3 separate regions of the Mus musculus genome follow, and all the other regions are linked to region 1. The links are chromatin contacts, called in public promoter capture Hi-C maps. All regions are on one chromosome and are shown on one strand. The core of a region is the stretch at or near the end of the contact, and the rest is flanking DNA. Distances in the headings are between cores, read along the strand shown.

The links. Promoter capture Hi-C pulls out the DNA fragments that hold promoters and counts their contacts.
Region 2: a contact with region 1 is called in a promoter capture Hi-C map of second pharyngeal arch cranial neural crest. The contact joins the promoter of Chaf1a here to the promoter of Rpp21 in region 1. A contact is called at or near these places in 4 of 39 promoter capture datasets (cranial neural crest, maxillary cranial neural crest, pre-B cells and 1 more).
Region 3: a contact with region 1 is called in a promoter capture Hi-C map of liver, with 2.4 times the contacts expected there. The contact joins the promoter of Nfya here to the promoter of Rpp21 in region 1. A contact is called at or near these places in 1 of 39 promoter capture datasets (liver) and 1 of 484 Hi-C or Micro-C datasets (B cells).

The regions. Positions count from the first base shown.
Region 1 is chr17:36,256,088-36,260,403 of GRCm38.p6, forward strand. Rpp21 (ribonuclease P 21 subunit) reads right to left here and starts at 1,759. Exons shown (of 5, transcript NM_026308.2): 1 at 1,696-1,759; 2 at 1,519-1,619; 3 at 1,355-1,437. The coding sequence starts at 1,752. It overlaps Trim39 (tripartite motif-containing 39), which reads right to left. Exons shown (of 7, transcript NM_178281.1): 7 at 2,786-4,316. The coding sequence ends at 4,287.
Region 2 is chr17:56,038,491-56,042,806 of GRCm38.p6, forward strand. It overlaps Chaf1a (chromatin assembly factor 1, subunit A (p150)), which reads left to right and starts at 1,926. Exons shown (of 14, transcript NM_013733.3): 1 at 1,926-2,061. The coding sequence starts at 2,022.
Region 3 is chr17:48,407,966-48,412,281 of GRCm38.p6, forward strand. It overlaps Nfya (nuclear transcription factor-Y alpha), which reads right to left and starts at 1,855. Exons shown (of 10, transcript NM_001110832.1): 1 at 1,661-1,855. It overlaps Oard1 (O-acyl-ADP-ribose deacylase 1), which reads left to right and starts at 2,035. Exons shown (of 6, transcript NM_001289490.1): 1 at 2,035-2,407; 2 at 2,863-2,939; 3 at 3,299-3,443. The coding sequence starts at 2,901.

The DNA of each region.
Region 1 (4,316 bases), core at 509-3,008:
AGAAGGAAGTGCCTAGGCTTCTGACATAAAGGTTTTGCTCTTTTTTTTTTTGTATGTCTGCAGTCTTCCTTCCACCATCAATAGAAAATCCATCCCATCTGCACTTGGTTTGTAGATCTGATGTGTGTGGGAGGCCTGCATACATATCAATCCCTTGGAACTCTAAAGTGAAGTTCAAACTCTTTAACACAGCCTAGCTTCCTGTCCAGTTTCACCTCTCTCCATCTTGCCCACCTCAAACTCCAGCCTCCTGAGCATTCCTTTTCTTATAGCACAGATTCTTTTTTAAAAATTCCTATTTTTATTTATACATTCATATTGTATATACACATATGTGTTACTGTTATATGCATGAGTACGTGTGTTTGTGTGTGTGTGTGTGTGTATGCACACAGGAACACTCATCTAGATATATATGTGGAGGACAGAAATCTAGTTTGGGTGTCTGTCTTCCTTTACCACATTCCACCATGTCTTTTTGGAACAGGGTCTCTCACTGAACCTGGGACTAGATGTTTTCAGCTAGACTGCCTGGCCAGAGAGTGCTCTGGAGGATCTGTACGTCTTCACCTGCTCCCCAAGGCTGGCTGGGCTTACAACCTGCTTGTACACAGGTGTTGGAGATCTGAAGTCAGGCCCTCACACTTAAGCTTATCGGGCACAGTAACCACGGAACCATCTCCCAAGCCCCTACAAAGCACACATTCTCTCGTGTGGGAATCCCAGCGTCTAGAGTGTTTGACTCTTGTTTATCATGTTATACCTACCTCCCTGCCACTGGTAGGACTCAGCACTCTACCCCTACCAACTGAAGCATTTAAAATTACGACTCCAGTAGCTGGGTGTGTTGTCTCATGCTTGTAATCCTAGCTAGGGATGTGGGGGCAGGAGACTGCAGGGAATTGGAGGCCAGTCTGGGCTACTGTGACACTTGTGCCAAAAAACAAAACAAAACAAAATCAAAACCAAAAGCAAAGAGACAGTATGTGTTTTTGTGTGAGACAGGGTTTCTTTATGCAGACCTGGCCAGTCCGGATTATGTAGATCAGGATAGGCTTAAACTCATGAAATCCACCTGCTTCTACCTCCCAAGTGCTGGGATAAAAGGCGTGAACCTCCACAACCCACTCAGCTAGTAAGTAGTGCTTAATGCACCCTAGGAATGAAATAATAACGAAATCGCTTTGTTTTTTTTGTTTTTGTTTTTTTTTTAAACTAAGGAGTGTCATGTAGTCCAAGATAGTTTTAGGGACTAAGTCAGCTGCAGAAAGTCTCCATCTCTAGGTGGAGCTGCTGAGCCCTGCCCTGTCCTCTAGTGTCCCCACCTCACAAATGTCTCTGGGGCAGCACTCACGTCTCTGGCGCTGCGTGCAGGTGAGGCCCGGAATGAGGAGAGAGGAGCAGCTGCGACAGAGCGTCCTCTTCACAGAGGGGTCCCTGGGTGAGGAAGAGAGGAGGTCGCTGTCTGCCTGCCTGCCAGCCCGCGCCCCGGGTCCTGCCCGCCACCCTGTGCCTTACTGCCGGAGGACCAGCCGCTTCGCGATGGTTTTCTCTGTGTGGCAGTAAAACCTAGCCAGCGCCTGGTTCTCGGGGTTCTGAGAGAGGACGCAGTGTGCAGCCTGGGAACAAGGACGGCCATCCAGGTTACTCTGCGGCCGCAACACCGGGCTGCCACCCACCCCGAGCGCGTCTCACCTGGTACAGGAAGCTGAGTCTCTGGAAGGCTTCCCGGTCCTTCACTGGGCCCGCCATGAGTGTCTGCCCCTCCTTGCGGATGTCCCGCCCCAGACGTGCGCAGTGCGCAACGTCTGCTGGGAACTGTAGTGCGGGAGGGGGGGGGGCCCTCAGCCCCGCACCAGCTTCTGTCAGAAACCAGAGGACCCCACAGGTCTTCTGTGTGCAGGCAGCCCTAGTTTGGTATCCCTCACGTATTAGGTAGACGTGGAACAGGTAAAGGATCTTAAAGTACATAAACATAACAGGACCGAAGTCCTGTCTTTTATGGTTGGAAAGAGGGTTGTTTGCGGTGGACATTGGGTTAGATTTTGTCTTACTCTTCTGAAGCCGAGGGTAGATGCTTGGGACTTCTATGAACGGATGTAACATAACAAAACAGTCAATGCCCAGAATAACTGGTGTTATATTCTGGCTATCTCACCACTGGAGAGGTTGAGGTAGGACTACCATAAATTACAGGATATGAATTATGGGCTACATTGCCAGACCCTGTCTCAAAAATAAAAAGCATTAGTGCCCATGGACCTGAAAGTGTGAAAGATCAGATCACAAGGGAGGAAATAAGTTAACAGGACAAAACATCCCTAAGCAAAGAGCTTCTTGCCTTTCTCCCACTTCTTATTAAAGGCACTTGCTGTTCCAAGGGCTAGTAGCTACATGAACAGCACAAATAACCAGACAACAGCATGGCCGGTCTCCTCGGCTATTTATTAGTATCTACTTCACCCTCCTTCCTCTGACCTTTTCTCATTTATTCAACCTGGCTTGGTGTTTACTTCTGATTCCCAGTTACTGGCTAAGGTCAGAAGCAGAGGGATCCAGGCCCCTGCAGGATCTGTGGGGAACCAGACTGCTGGCTCAGAGTTAGGCAATTCGTTGAAACTTACCCTGGGTGTTTTGTATGGGCCTTCAGAGACAAATGAGGGGAGTGTATTAAAATGTGGATTCCTAAGCTTACCCAAACCTCCATTAAGGACAGAAGGTGAGACTCAAGAACATACAGTTTCCACACCCATCCACTGACAAATTACCACGCAACTCAAGAGATCACATTAGTGGATCCTTTGTTCCATATTTTCACCAACCAATTATCTTGCCACAAAGAACCACAGTCAAGGCACAAAGGTAAGAGTAGAGTGGACAAAGTCCTGTTGAGGTGGTAGGAGGAACTGAATGCCCTCACTGCAGTTTCTTGTCTCAGTCTTGTGTGAAGATTACCCAGGCAGCAGATAATCCAGGTTGTTTGGTTTGGCATGCATCTGGTACCTTTTGTGACAAAATATGTACCCTATGGGTTGTTTATTTTGGCCTAAAATTAAAATAATTTACATTCTCTGAAAAGGGGAATGTCAAAGGGTGAAGGATAGAAATAGAAGCTTAGCTGTCTTCTGGCCCTTTGCTACACAAACCACCCTCTTCTACCCTGTTCTCATGGGTGAGAAAGACTCCATCACCTTCCCTTCTTTCCTTAGGTCTTTGAGCCAGGGGGCAAGGTGGACAAGTTGGGAATAACCACTTAGGAACATTCCTTAAGGCCAAGGCTTTAGCTACACCTTTCTCTCTCCTCTAATATCTGACTCCTCTCCAAGTTGCCTTGGGAAACAATGGAAGGACCGATGTATGTCTTTTTCTTTTTGAGTTTTTTGAGACAGGGTTTCTCTGTATAGCTGTGGCTGTCCTGGAACTCACTTTGTAGACCAGGCTGGCCTTGAACTCAGAAATCCGCCTGTCTCTGCCTCCCGGGTATGCCACCACGCCCGGCTCAGATGTATGTCTTGCAGGATTGCTTCCATCTCACCTTTAGAAGGAAGCAAGAGGAGCCTACTTTTTAGAGACAGCCAACTGCAGGAAACAGGAATAACGCAAGCCTTTGGGACATGGAGTCTCCTTTTTCCCCATCCTTTCCTTCTCCCCAAATCTGAACCTCTGGCTAATCCTATGGGTAATGATAGCATTACCCTAAGAAGAAAAGAGACCAAAGAAAACCCCCTTCCCTTCATTCATCCTAGAAACATTCCTTCAGCCTCTTCCCTGATCCTTCTCCTAACTTTAATGCTCAAGCTCTGGCCCCGGAAAAGCCCCTCGACTTCTAGACTCATGACAGCAACTGCCACTCATCTTTCCGACACCGAGGTATACAGACCCCTGTGCGCTCCCACAAGGAACAAGGCTATTCTGCGTCACAGAAGCCTTTTAAAGGTTTCTGTTTCCTGCATTTTAAGCAAGTTAAGACCCTTTCCTATAGACTTTGTTTCTGGAAAGCTTTTGCTTTCTCAACCTGTCCCCGTGCACTAGGAAACCTGCGGGACACCAGAGTACAATCCCCTGGGAGTCCACTCTCCCACTACAGTAAGGAGGGACACTCATCTGTGCTTGGTCATGCAGCCCAGTCCTATCTTTACTCCTCACACAAACCATCCCAGATGCGAGGTGGTTTCTCAAGATGGCTCAAGACTGGAACCACGGAGACACCAAGATATTCTAGCAGGCCAGTTAGGAAGGCCCACCGCTCTTGACCTTGCCTCACCCCAATTAAACTGCATCTCTTGTCATTCCCAATCTGTTGGGGGCCTAATGGT
Region 2 (4,316 bases), core at 676-3,175, about 20 Mb after region 1:
AATTGGTGAAAAGTTGGGGTGGTTTCATGAACCCAGAGATTACTGGAAGGTTCCAAATGACTCAAAGGGTTGTACTGCAGTAGATCAAAAAATATGTATGTGCCATCTTTACTGCTCCTGAATCCAGGAGTCTTTATAAAAAGTTTGGAGTATGAGTAGTTTCTGTTTCTTTTGTTTTTTTGAGACAGGGTAACATAAACCGGCCTCTCCTCTCTTAGTGCTGCAATAACAGGCCTGGGACACCATGTCTCCTTTCCGAAACAGAACTGGATGCCAGCCAGGGTTTCCTGGCACGCCCACCGCCCACCAGCAACTCACAAGACTCCCTCAAGGGTGCTCTTTATTTTATATGTTTTGAGATGGTGGAGGCTGGCTTCAAACTTGGTACTTAGCTCACCGTGGCCTTTAACTCCTAATCTTTCTGCCTTCACCTCCCAAATACAGGGCTGACAGGTCCTTGACAGCAGGATTGGCTCCACGAGACCCACACAATTCAATCAAATTATATTCTTCAGCAAGTCAGAGATTTGATGAGGTCCGTGACACTAGAGCACTCCTTACCTTCACTGAGCCCATGGCCCAAAAGCAATTCATACAACTAATTCATTAGCTAAATAACCCACTTACTAGCCACAGCTTCAAGAAAACTGTTGCAGGCATTCGAGCTGTTTGCAGATAAAGAAAGGTTTCTTCCTCCACCTAACAACAGCAGCAACAACAACAAGAAAAGATTTAGAAACTAGTGATTGGGTTCCAGATCAGCAAGGCTACATAGTGAGATTCTGTCTTAAAATTAAAAACAAAAACAAAAGACAGAGGCAATTATTCTTTTGTTGTTGTTGTTGTTTTTGAGACAGGGTTTCTCTGTATAGCCCAGGCTGTCCTGGAACTCACTCTGCAGACCAGGCTGGCCTCAAACTCAGAAATCCACCTGCCTCTGCCTCCAGAGTGCTGGGATTAAAGGCCGGCTGAAAAACATTTTTTTATACATCGTATCACTGGCTGTCTTGGATCTTGCTATGTAGATCAGGTTGTCCTCGAACTCAGAGATCCACCTGCTTGTAAATCCCAAGTACTAGGATTAAAAGCATGAAGCACCAGACTCAATTTTTTTCATTTAATATTCTTCAAAGTAATTTACACGAAAAGAAGGAATATATGGTTGAAAAGATTTATAATTTTACAATAGAAAAACATTCCTAATTTTAAAATAAAGCAAATTGTTAATTTATTAAAAAGTGGTTCATCATTTCAAAAATGAAATGCCCAGCTGTAACATTTTTAGAAAGAGTTTATATCCGGGCAATGGTGGCACACGCCTTTAATCCCAGCACTTGGGAGACAGAGGTAGGCAGATTTCTGAGTTCAAGGCCAGCCTGGTCTACAGAGTGAGTTCCAGGACAGCCAGGGCTACAAAGAGAAACCCTGTCTCGAAAAAAAATTATAGTTAAAAGAGAAATTAATGCAAGAAATAAAATTAAAGGAAGTAATTCTCTAATTACAATGGCTACTTTCAACCCGTCACTATTATACCTTAATTCCCATTACTCTTCCAATGGGTAATTTCAAGTTGTCACTACTAATCTAAACGTACCCTTCCCACCTCCTGGAACGCATATAGCCAATAAAAGGGGTGTGGGGGGTGTGCAAACGCTGATATTTTAGATTGACATTTCTTAGGATCAATAGAAATGCAGATCTTCCCAGCAGCTCCTGAACCGCCGGAAAGGAGCCTTCATCCGCCTCCCGCGGGATTTTCTAGCACATAAACCGAAGTTCTCGCGAGGACGTACTGAGTGCACCTCTTTTTCCGGAGGCTGAGGTGTCACGTGACGCAAGCTCCTCCAATCGGCGCGCGGGCCGCGGTGGTTGCCGCGGTTCCCGCCAAATACGAGCGCGGCGGCCGCGGCGGCAGCAGAAGTGACACCGGTGGGAGGCGGAGTGTGCAGCCTGGCCGCCCGACTGAAGCCTGAGCCGCCGCCGCCGCCGCCGCCGCCGCCGCCGCCGCCGCCGTCGCGGAGATGTTGGAGGAGCCGGAGGCCGCGACGCGGACAGCCGCGGGTGGGTGAAACTGCCTAAAGGAGCGGATCCAAGCCTAAGTGGCCTCGGGGCGGAGACCAGGAGAAGGGAGGGCTCTTAGGAAACTGAGGCCTCGGGGAGGGGGAAGAGTCAGCTTCGCAAGCTCCCGAAGGCATCTTGTGTCGCCTAAATAGCTGGAGTAAATGGGGAAACCGAGGCCCCGAGTTGGATTTGATGGATCCTGAGTGCTTGTGTCCTCTTGAAATCAATTGGATCTTGTAGCAGCAAGTGGAGAAACTGAGGGCAAGGAGAAGAAAAGTCAGTCGTACAAGTTATTAAGTGCGTTTGTGAATTCCAGAGCAGTTCGGACCTTTGCAATGGGCGGGGAAATTGAGGCCCGTGCTCACTTGAGCTCTGGACACCAGAGTAGCAGCAACTCTGCGGGGCAGGGCTAGTCCAGGAAGGTCGGTTTGGGTGGTTAAAGCATAGCCAGGAACCCTTTCTGGGTCCCGAAAAGGGGCCCTTTGTGAGTGTGGTATGGACCAGTCGGGTACGTGTTAGGAGTCTTTGTAGCATGCGGTAGGCTTCCCGAAATGTGGGGTGCCTATTCCCCGCTAAATTGTATCCCCAGTGTGTGTTGAACGATTGAGGGGCTGGAAAAGACGAGGTCGGTCCTGATAGACTAAGATTTCTCCAATTGAGCACCACTGACTAGACAGCCCTTCTGGGTACATTACACTAGTCTGCAAGCTCGGAGATGAGGGGAATTGGGGATGGCCAATTTCAGGATGGAGAGCCGCATCCTCAATCTCCATCCACTTCTGGGATAACTCTGGCCCCTTTTACAGTTCTGATCATCAAAGATACACACACACACACACACACACACACACACACACACACACACACACACCCTTCACAGCCTGGTATTCCAGGAAGGCTGGAGCTGTTGTTCTGACTGGCTTGAGAATTTTATGTGGGCATTAATAGTCGTACAATTCCTGGACTCTCATGGAGCATTGTTTTTATTTAACCAAGGTGGAACGTTTAAAACCGACACTATTGCTCTGGCAATAAAGACCAGTTTGGTGTAGCAGTTCATACCTGCAGTTCAGCATCCTAGAAGCTGAGGCAGGAGGATGATGAATTTCAGGTTGATCTGGCCTCTGACCACCTGAATTGTATCCTGGGAAGAAGAGAATCAATTCCACAAGCCTGTATCCAATAAATTAATTAAAGTGGAATAAAACTTTTAAAGAAAAAAGTGTCCTTCGGGGGGGGGTGGCTTTTTTTTTTAAAATAGAAAATTGAGGTGATGTTACCTTCCATTCAAATGAGAAGAAGGGAGAGTGTTCTGGGGGTCCGAGTCTCTAAGTTGGTGTGCCTGGGCTGTTTCTACTCTGGATAGCTGAGGTTGTAGGAAAGCTTAAGTCTGAATTGCATGCAACATTAGCAAAATGTATGGGAATTCACCCCAAATTACTGATGGAGTTTCTATGCACCCAAGGCATTTACCTATGGCAGGTTCTCATCTGGGTGTGGTGGCACACACCTTTAATCCCAGCAGCACTCAGAGGCAGATGCAAGTGGATCTCTGAGTTTGAGGCCGGCCTGATCTACATAGCAAGTTCAAGACAATCAAGACTATGTAGAGAGTCTCAAAACAAACAAAAAGACAGGCTCTATTTATGGTCTAATATACATGGGTTTTAATGTGCTTACTTATTCTTGCGACTTTAAATTCATTTTAGTGGGAGATAATCTCTTTCATGAGGTCTTTAATTTGTTTCTTTTTTGTAGTTATTAGTTTTAGACCAGGTCCCCATGTAGCCCAGGCAAGCCTCTAACTCCAAGTGTTAACATGCCCTAGTTTATGCAAGGCTAGGATGGAACTTAGACACTCCTACATGTTAGGTCAGCATGCTACCCATTGAGCCCAACCCCAGGTTCTTTATTGTGTCTTGACATGAGTACAGATTCTGCAACGAAATTTATTCATTTCATCTATTTAAGAGTAGGATACCTTCACTTAAAAAAATTGGTTTTGTTTACTTAAAGATTTATTTCTTGTTATGTGTCTGTGTATGTCTATGCACATGAGCTAGGTGCCCATGGAAGCCAGAGAGGGCACTGGATCCCTTGGTGCTAGACTTTCGGTGGTTGGTTATGAACTGTTGGATCTGGGATCAGAACAGCAAGTGCTTTTAGTTTCTGATCCATTTGTCCAGTCACACTCACTGTGTCTGTGTGAATCAGTTCTTCCCTTCCCCCATGTGGGTCCTGAGGATTGAGCTTTA
Region 3 (4,316 bases), core at 605-3,104, about 12 Mb after region 1:
CTGAGATCTCACCCAGATGAAGGTAGTATAGGGTGAAGTATTTCAAACAAAGGGAGATGCCTGGGCTGTGATTAGATTAGAGAAATCGAGAGTCTGCACTACTTTTTCTTAAAGTGCAGATGCAGAGGAACCAGTGGAGGCTCCACAGGTCTGAGTCACAGTGACTGAGGAGAACTGCCTTTTGTCCACAAAAACATTTGGCAGTTTTGAGGTGGACATATGCATCCATTTTTTTTTTTTAAATACCAATCAAAGTTAGAACACCCAGTCCAAATACAAGACTATGGGGTAGAATCCTCAGGTCAGCAACCTTCACCCCCAAGGTTAGGGGAGAAATCCACTCTAGATTAACTTTTAACCTCCAGTCAAAACCGTTTTCAAAAAATTCCTTTGTAAGACCTGCAAAGGTTTTTACCAACTGGACTTTCCCGCCTAAACTCAGTACTCCCGGCCTTTCTGCGTCCAACCGCACTATCTGTTCCAGTTACTCTTTTCAGTCTTTCCTCTCTGAGGACATCACCCTCCATCACCAATCAAAAGCGTGGCGCTGAAAATAGGCTTCCTCATGTAAAGTGCACTTCTGGGTACTGGATCAGATCCCTATGAAACACTAACACCAGTCAATCTCCACCGAGCAGACATAGCTCCTAGCCCTACTCGCTTGCAGCACTTGGGTGACGTCCGCCAAAGACTAATAGCTAGCAGTCCTTGGAAGACTTCCTGTCCCCCGAAGGGGGAAAGAAAATCTAAGCACGTGTAAGTTTTAAAACATCAGTTGAGAAAACGTTCGCGCGGGATTTCAAGGTGTATTAGAAAAAAGAGACACGAGTGGGCCGAGCTATTGAGTGGAGAGATTAAAGGAAAACAAAACCAGAGAGCATCCAAGGGAGAAAAGATCAAGGGAGGAGACAGGGATAATAGGAACTGCGAGATGTGTGCCCCCAATCATTAAGGATGCACAAGGGTTATCAGTTCTGCAACAGCGGCGTTTCAAACACCGAGACACTGAGCAAAAAGAGGAAGAGTGCTTGGTTGGGCTCCAGCACGGAGGTGTGCCGGCACCGCGGGCTGAGCGGGGAGGAAATGACGAGCCAGAAAGGGGTGGTAACGGCGCCGGCCCGGGAGCCCCGGTGGCGGGCCGAGAGGAGGGGCGCGGCAGGCGCGCCAACGGCCCCGGGGTGGGTCTTGGGAGGCCGCGCCGCGCGTCTCAGTCTGGCCTCGCTCCGGATCTGTAGCCCCAACTGTGCAGAGCTCAGGACACACGGGCCTCGTCGGGGCCCGGAATGTGGGGACACACAAGGACAGGCCGTAGGATGAGGCTGGAACGACGTGGGGAAACCGCCACGGTCCGTGGCTGGGCGGTCAGCCACCTGACCTCTCGGGACCGAGGATCGGGGACCGGTGGCGCATCCGCCACCGGCCCCCGGAGACGATCCAGATCCCGAAAAGCCTGGCTCCAGGACGCCGTCCCAACGCTGGACGGCCCCTGCAGGCCTCCACCAACTCCGAGCCGGGGCTACTGGCTACCCAGCTCGGGCAGCCTCGGCTCGACTCCCGGGCTCGACGGACGCCTGGGCCTCTCCTGAGTGGTCAGCGAGACCCGCCAATCGGGGCGCTGGGGCCGGCTCTGGGCCGCTGGATATTGGCTCCTCATACTCACCGTGCCTCGCTCCCCCGGTTCGCTGCCCGCGCTGATTGGCTCCAGTACCGGACCCCGAAACCCAATCAGAGGCTCCAGCCGCCGCTGCCGCCGCCACTGCCGCTGCCTCGCAAAATGGCGAATCTGAACAAAGGGGAATCGGGCCTCCCTCCAACCGCCTTCGCGCAAGCGCCTTCGAGACCACGCCCCATAACCCCGGCCAGCCTGGCCCCGCCCCCTAGGAAGAGCACCGCGCAGGCGTTCCAGAGGCCACACCCACTTCCTGGATTTGACACCGCCTCCCGCCAAAGGCCTACGCAGGCGCCTTTCACACGCTCCGTACGCTGCTGCTTAAACACCTCCCTGAATTATATACCACGCAGGCGCTGACACGCCCCCCTGCCCACCTATTTCTAAGCGTCCACTGGGACCCACCCTCTGGGGCCGAATGCGCAAGCGCTCTTCTTCTCCAGTCGGGGTCGGCATCTCGGTACGCATGCCTGAGCGGTAGCGGGAGCCTACGGAATTTCCCGCCGGAAATTCTGAAGCCCTTACTACCGAGAGCGGGCGCCGCTACCCAGCTAGAGAGGCTCACTTCCGCCCCGTTAAGGGATGGGGGCGGCCATCTTGAGTGTGCGTACAATCAAAAGGCTTTGGCGGGATTTGTTGCGTGTCGGGACTCTTCTGTTGCTTTCCTACCTACGAGGGTTTCATCCCGAACCCTTCCCTGCTTGGAGGAGGGCCTGCTGACGGCCGATTCCTTTGCAGGTGAAGGATGACCCCCCAGTACCCACTTTTCTGCGGGATCCCAGGGTTGCCCTCCTTAGGGTAGGAGGAGAGACGGGGAAGTCTTATCAGACCTTCCTTCCTGTACCTCCAAGACTGGTGGTGATCTTCCCCTGAGAAGCAGTTCTCGGCTCACCCTGCCGCTCAGTGTAACTGTGGCCAGGTCTTTCCCGTTCTAAGCTATATTCTCTGGGAAAATTCTGGACTGTCCTAAACCTTCCCTGCTAGAAGTAAGGAGGTGTGTCTTAGGACCGCCTTTGCTTCGGCTCCTGGAAAGCTGTTTTGTGTTGCCTCTTAGAGGCTGAGTGAGCTCACATCCAGAAAGAATACCTTAAGGAGGTGGGGAAGACTAAATGGGTTGTCAGGGTGATCTGAACACGCTATGTTCGGGCTGCCTGAGCGGTATTTTTTTACTTGCTTTTCCTTTTCATTAGCAGAAGGAACTCTTAAATTCTGGAAATAGCGACTCAGTAGCATGGCCACCCGCCTTAATGAAGATCCAGAAGGAAGTCGAGTGCGTAACAGCTATTAAATTTATCGGTGAAGTGAAAATCAGAATAATTGAGGTCAAAAGCATAAACACTTTTTAATTAAACCAATAATTGGATTCTCGCCCCTCCCTGTTTGTTTCTCTCTAGCTGATTTACTTAGAAAAGGCTAATACAACCCTAGGCAGATAATAACCATCCATCACTTTCCTTTTACAGATACTTTAAAATATCGTGGTTAACTCCTAAGTTGGGAAGAGTTGTCTTTAATTCAGAGTGTCAGAGAAGCAGGGTTGAAGCAGTGGGGGTGGGGCTCTGTTGAAGATCTGAAAGGAGAAATAGTTTTCTGTTTTTAACCTTTTTTTTTTTCCTTTGCACGTTTTAGATCACTTACGTGAAAGGAGATCTTTTCGCATGTCCCAAAACAGACTCTCTAGCCCATTGTATCAGTGAGGATTGTCGAATGGGTGCTGGAATAGCTGTTCTCTTCAAGAAGAGATTCGGAGGGGTGCAGGAACTGTTAAGTCAACGTGAGTTTCCAGAGCATCGTAGCCTGGTTCATGCTGGCTGAAGCCTGATTTGGTCTTCCGCTATACTCTGTGTACATGTACAGTCAAAGAGATTTCTAGTGACTGCTTTTAACTGTTAAGGGTTTTGTTGTTGTTATTGCTGCTGCTGTAGTTTTTTTAAACTTCCTCAAGATTGGCCTCTGCTGTAGATCTTTACCACACTAAATCAGAGCTGTTGTCAAAGTTTCCAGTCTCTTCGCCCTTTTTGTGTATGAATTTGCAGTGTGCAGATACATACATGTAAGGAGTCCAGATGTTGGCAACATCTGTCTTTGTTGGCTCTCCACCTTTCTCTTTTCTTTTTCTTTTCTTTTTTTTTTTTTTCTTTTCTTTTTTTTTTTTAGCGAGGACACGTCTTAATAACGTAGAGCTTGTTAGCCCCAGGCATCCTCCTATGTGCTTTTCCAGTTTGGGCTGTCCAGTGTGTACCTGACACGTAGGTTTCCTGTGGGTGCTGGGGATCACACAGGTTGTCATGTTTGTCCAGCATGCACTTCACTGATTTAACTCATCTCCCCAAACCCTCAAAGCTTTTCTTCCAAAATATTTCACCTTTCCCACACTTTGGTTAACTGAAGGGCTTATCAAATTCCATATGCTCTGGAGGTCAAGATCCTGTACGAAATATTATTCCGTTCTTTCTTTGAAGCAGAGTCTCGTTGTGTAGCCTAGGCTGGCCTGGCTCTTGCTTTGTTAACTTTAGCTTGTCTTGACCTCTAAGCCGTCCTCCTGGCTCAGTCTCCCGGATACTGACATTACAGGCATGAGCCTCTACAAAGTGTGGTTTGGACTAGAAGTGGTAGCAGACGCCTTGATTTCAGCGATTGAGATATA